Regions from separate parts of the Hordeum vulgare genome. Here region 2 is linked to region 1. The links are chromatin contacts, called in public Hi-C maps. All regions are on one chromosome and are shown on one strand. Each heading gives the region's core, a stretch centred on a gene start, on an enhancer-like site or on the middle of the called end of the contact. The rest is flanking DNA. Distances are from core to core; before and after follow the strand shown.

The links. Hi-C and Micro-C count contacts between places; a contact is called where the count stands out from the background.
Region 2: a contact with region 1 is called in a Hi-C map of leaf, with 4 times the contacts expected there. The contact joins the promoter of LOC123404301 here to the promoter of LOC123404818 in region 1. A contact is called at or near these places in 3 of 6 Hi-C or Micro-C datasets (leaf and seedling) and 1 of 1 datasets of contacts at active chromatin or transcription factors (embryo).

Annotation. Positions count from the first base shown.
Region 1 is chr6H:455,596,783-455,599,482 of MorexV3_pseudomolecules_assembly, forward strand. It overlaps LOC123404818, which reads right to left and starts at 1,263. Exons shown (of 3, transcript XM_045098764.1): 1 at 1,100-1,263; 2 at 140-322. The coding sequence starts at 1,162.
Region 2 is chr6H:455,938,612-455,941,311 of MorexV3_pseudomolecules_assembly, forward strand. It overlaps LOC123404301 (phosphoribulokinase, chloroplastic), which reads left to right and starts at 1,271. Exons shown (of 5, transcript XM_045098226.1): 1 at 1,271-1,986; 2 at 2,241-2,325; 3 at 2,412-2,496; 4 at 2,591-2,700. The coding sequence starts at 1,439.

The DNA of each region.
Region 1 (2,700 bases), core at 13-2,512:
CACACGTCCGCTACCATGGTTGTTTTTTGTGTTAGCCATATCACCCTCTGGCTGTTCTTGCTACTTGGCAGCGGACTACATGCATAGCACATACTTACAAACATGCAATCATTCATAAACAAGACAGAGGATGGCTTACATGCAGTATTGATGGCTCAGGAAGCGGGCATTTCACTGGTTGGTCAAGGTTGACAGGCTCCACAGGGTGCTCCACCGGCTTGAACTCGATGCCGACCTCAATGCCGTGTGGGCTATCTCCAGGATCAGCTGCCGGGTCAGACTCCCCAGTCTCCATGTTGGGCGCCAATGTCTCCACAACCTCCTGCTCCATCATAACAAATTCGTTAAATTAGTATCAATTTCAGTTCCCAAAACTGTTACTAGCTCACTAGAGCAGTTGGGCAAGACAGCCAAGAGGTAACTGAGTAGTACAAAAATTCCCACAAAAAAGAACTGCTCTTGGACATGCAAAATCGATCAAGAACACTAACCGAGTAATACAAAAATTCCCACAAATTTGGCTGAGAAGGTTGGATTACAATTAGTATACCTAAAAATATCGAAGCTTTCCCTAAGATAACAAAGAATGTTCTTTTTTGTCTGAGGAATCAACAAAGAATGTTATGCTATGAAGTTCTCGACTTCCTATTCTTCTCCCATACTGCACCCACATCATGGTGAGATTGTGAAATCGAAACCCGACGCCGGTTCTTGGCTGAATAATCCATGCAAACAAGCAGAGCAAGCATACAGTAGGTTCAAATCTATCTCGAATCCTACCAAACAAACTAAGCTAAAAGCATAAATCATCCCCAAAGGAATCCTAATTTGAAGAACTGGATGAGGAAAGGGGAGGAGCTACCGTGTGTTGGAGACCGCACCATCCACCCATCATGGGACGAATACGAGATCAATCGAAATACTAGCTCGAATCTGAAACTTCCGCGACCTCGTAGAGCTAAAACAACGCAGCCTTTACATATCGTATATATACAGGCAGATCTCTCCTCTGGGCAGGTAAACTAGGGAGCAAGTAGGAATAGAGAAAGGACGGGCACGATAGACAGGAGACAAGAAAGCAGGAGAAGGGGGAGCTCACGACGGCGCTCTTGGCGCGGCGGTGGCCGGCGCCGGAGGAGAACCTGGAGAAGATTCCGACCATCGTCCCCGCGGCTGCCGCCAACCGCCCTGGCTCGAAGCTTCCGAGCTTTTCTTGTCCAGGGGAGCGCTGATCGATCGAGTGATTGACCTGTCGGAGTGGCTTTAGCCACCTCCTTTTTTCCCCATCTGGCTTAAATCGCCGAACTGCACACGAATGCGACGGATTGGTGATATTGGGAAAGTGGGGTACTCTCGTTCCTCTCAGACTTCATTAATTAATTGAAGTACGTATTAATTAATTACGCATAGTACATCAAATCGAAGAAACCTAACAAAGCAGCACAAATCAAGCTGTATAAAACCTCTTATAAAATCCAACGGATGGAGTAATAAATATCTTCGATAAATCTAAATGTTATCATCTGATTTTGAGAAAAGCAATATTTTTTGACGATTTTGCACGGAAGTAAGGCCCAGAGGATAGGACTAACGTTTAGATTTATCAAATCTGTACACTTCGCTCCTCTGATGAGACACTTTAGTAAGCTAAATGATGGCCCACGCTTGGTGCGGAAAATATGATGGACATATGCATAAATAGATGCTAAAGAATAAACCTATTGCAGAAACAAATTTAGGATTGCTCACAGTTCATATTATAAAACAATAAATCATATAAAGCATTTGACAAAATGATGTATAAGAAACTATTGGATTAAAGTAAACGGGATGCTATTTTAATAAAAAAATGTGTAACATGATCTACATAAATATGTTCTAAGTGTCCAATGTATATACTGTTTATTCCCATACAAAAAATATTGAAATGTTTGGTAGATTAGTGCACAAGTTGTAACTTATGACCACATGCATGATTTTTATTAACACATGATCACATGCATGACTGAAGCAAATGAAAGAATAGAAGAAAAACAAGAAATGAAAAAACTCCCAATAAACAAAAAATAGGAAATATTTTTAGTTTTTCTTTTAATACTACAAACTAGATCAACAAAAAAGCAAAACCGAAAGAACGTGAAATATTTTTAGATTTAAAAAGAAATTCAAACACACAAGGAGAAAGGAAAATAAATACTGAACATGGATATACGATGAAAACGATGAACACCGGCAATTGGAATGAATGTGTGATACATGAATGCAAATTCGATGATAATACGTATTCTCCCAAGCTTAGGATTTTGACCTAACTTGGTCTAGGGCCATGGTTGGCATGGGTAGAACTGGTAATGGTAGTTGGGGTTGTACTTGAGGGCGACATCTATCGTTTGATGAGCAGCTTCACTCCGTCGAGCGGCCTCTCCTGCTTCTTTGTATGCCTCAGCATCCTCTTCGTGTATAGAATATCTTTGTTTTCCTAAAAGATAAAGAGGAAAGGAGGAGACAAAGTAACATGGACTAAGCGGATCTTATCAAAGATTAGCCACTAACAAAATTTCAGGTCTTCCTTTTTTTTAAAACCTATGACGTACCATGGCATCATAATCAAGATAACTCAAGGGAAACTCTGATCATTTTCCTTAATAGCTATTCCAAGACAAGTAGCTATGCGTGTGGCATAAATTCCCTCGAAAAGAT
Region 2 (2,700 bases), core at 21-2,520, 340 kb after region 1:
ATTCAGAAAAATAGCAAAAAAACTGTTTTTCTTCATCCATTCTTTTTATAGGGTATTGTCGTCCATTCTAGGAGCATGCAATTTTTTGTGCAAAAATGACATTTAAGGAGGTCATGCAAAAAAAATCAGGTCTAGTCAGTGCAGTTTTCCAAAGTTTCTTTGAGCGTCTTTTTTTTCATGACTTCCTCAGATGTCCTGACAACATGAAATTTTGCACGTGTCTTGCACGCTCAAGCATCTTGGGTGTAAAAAAATCTAATTATTCTAAACTTTTTGCTGTTTATTACGATTTTACTGTTCATATGTAGGTGTAGATGAGCCTGTGCTCAGAGTAGCCACTCCCGATTCCTTCGCCTTACTCTGTCCATGGATGTGCCTCTATTTTCCTCTAATCAATGATGAGTTATGGTTTCGGTTTTCATCCGTTTTTCATTAATTAACTGCGTAATTCTTTTCTGCTTAATTAATCGATGAAGTAAATCTTTTGCCTCCGTTTAAAAAAACACAATGAGTTATGGTTCTATGACTTATGTTCCTCGAAGGAGTCAAAAGGAATTCTACTTGGAGGGTGCATGTGAAAACTGTTTCTTCAGTTTAATGCGTATATGCTATGGAATGTCTCGTACGGCCATTGGCCATCCAATGACTTGGGGATGCTGACATGGCACATACCTGTGGCCACACGCTGACACATGGACTGCTTCTGGAAAAAGATAAACGTACATATGGTCTACAGCTTGGTGAAGTAGGCATCAGCCATATCCTCTCCAACTCTCGGCGATCAATTTCCAGCCTCCATTACCTCATCTACATCCAGCCATCCCAGCTCTGCCACGTGGCACAACCATATCTAGATCCATGGAACCACCACCAAGCTTTCCTCCAAGCGTCTCTGGCCATCATAATTCAAGCACCAACTAGTTAGTAAAGACAAAACAGGCACAAGTATACCGCAGGACATTAAATCGTAAACGACGTATACGGGAATTTTAAGTGTGCATCTCTCGTGTATTTGGCAGCTACCAAACAAGCAACAAGCAAATTAATTTTCAGCAAAGAGCACTAGCAAGTTTATATTCTAACCAATATAGGTTTAAAAACATCACCAGGAAATGCCATGATCATAAAATGGACTCAGAAGCTTTTCGTAGTAAGAAAGGTTAGTGTCCAGGGAAAGAATACAGACAAAATACTATTGTTTGGAATTGTAGGAAGAACTCATTTTCAGATCACTATAAGCTGCCCCTGATATCACCAGAAAAGAAAAGGAAAAAAAGAAGGAAAATAGGGGTACCACATCATCACCATCTCATTTCCCTCCTTATGTTTTCTTAGCTCTTATCTCCACAGTTCTTTCATCAAGCTCTCTCTTCTCCTCAAGCCTCAGTTACAAGGCTTGAAGGGGAGAAGAGCAGCTCCAAGAGGTTGGGCAGCAAACATGGCATTCTGCAGCCCACACACCACCACATCCCTGCGCTCCCCATGCACCACCATCCCAAACTCAGGCTTCAGGCAGAACCAAGTCATCCTCTTCACAACCAGAAGCAGCAGGAGGAGTACCACGAGGCATGGAGCAAGGACCTTCCAGGTCTCATGCGCAGTTGAGAAGCCAATAGTGATTGGCCTGGCAGCAGACTCGGGATGTGGGAAATCCACCTTCATGCGCCGGCTCACCAGCGTGTTTGGAGGTGCTGCAGAGCCACCCAAGGGCGGCAACCCAGACTCGAACACGCTCATCAGCGACACGACGACGGTCATATGCCTTGATGACTACCATTCCTTGGACAGAACCGGGAGGAAGGAGAAAGGTGTGACTGCCCTGGACCCCAAGGCAAACGACTTTGATCTCATGTATGAGCAAGTGAAGGCAATCAAAGAAGGCAAGGCTATTGAGAAGCCAATCTACAACCACGTCACTGGCCTCCTCGACCCGGCGGAGCTCATCCAGCCCCCCAAGATCTTCGTCATCGAGGGTTTGCACCCAATGTGAGTTCACATTCTACCCCCATGCTTCTCCCATCTGTTGCAGTATTTGGTGTCTGTTTTTCTCTCTTTCTTCATCATATTCCAGTAGCTGTTGGGTAAGTCGTTATCATAAAATATTTTGAATCACAGCAGCAACTTCTGTTTAAGTCTCTACAAAATATTCAATTCCTTGATGCTTAACAGCCAGCAGTATTTCCCGACTAAATAAGCATGATCATTTTGCAAGCTGTAACAAGCAGAATTTTTTAAACCAGGTATGACGAACGTGTGAGAGACCTCCTTGACTTCAGCATCTACTTAGACATCAGCAATGAGGTTAAGTTCGCATGGAAAATTCAGGTGAGCTGAACAGCAAGGTTTAGATGTTTCAATGGATTTTCTTGCTGTTATCTATCTTTAAAAAACAATCACCGGCACTTTTGCAGAGAGACATGGCAGAGCGTGGGCACAGTCTTGAAAGCATCAAGGCTAGCATCGAAGCCAGGAAACCTGATTTTGATGCCTTTATTGGTACTGCCTTTTTACCAACTAATCACAACAAGTGTTTTCCATTAACCAAAAATAAATAAAAGATGGCATGTAAACTCACCACTTGCTATGACAGATCCGCAGAAGCAATACGCTGATGCTGTGATTGAAGTTCTGCCAACCCAGCTGATTCCTGATGACAACGAAGGAAAGGTGCTGCGTGTTAAATTGATCATGAAAGAAGGC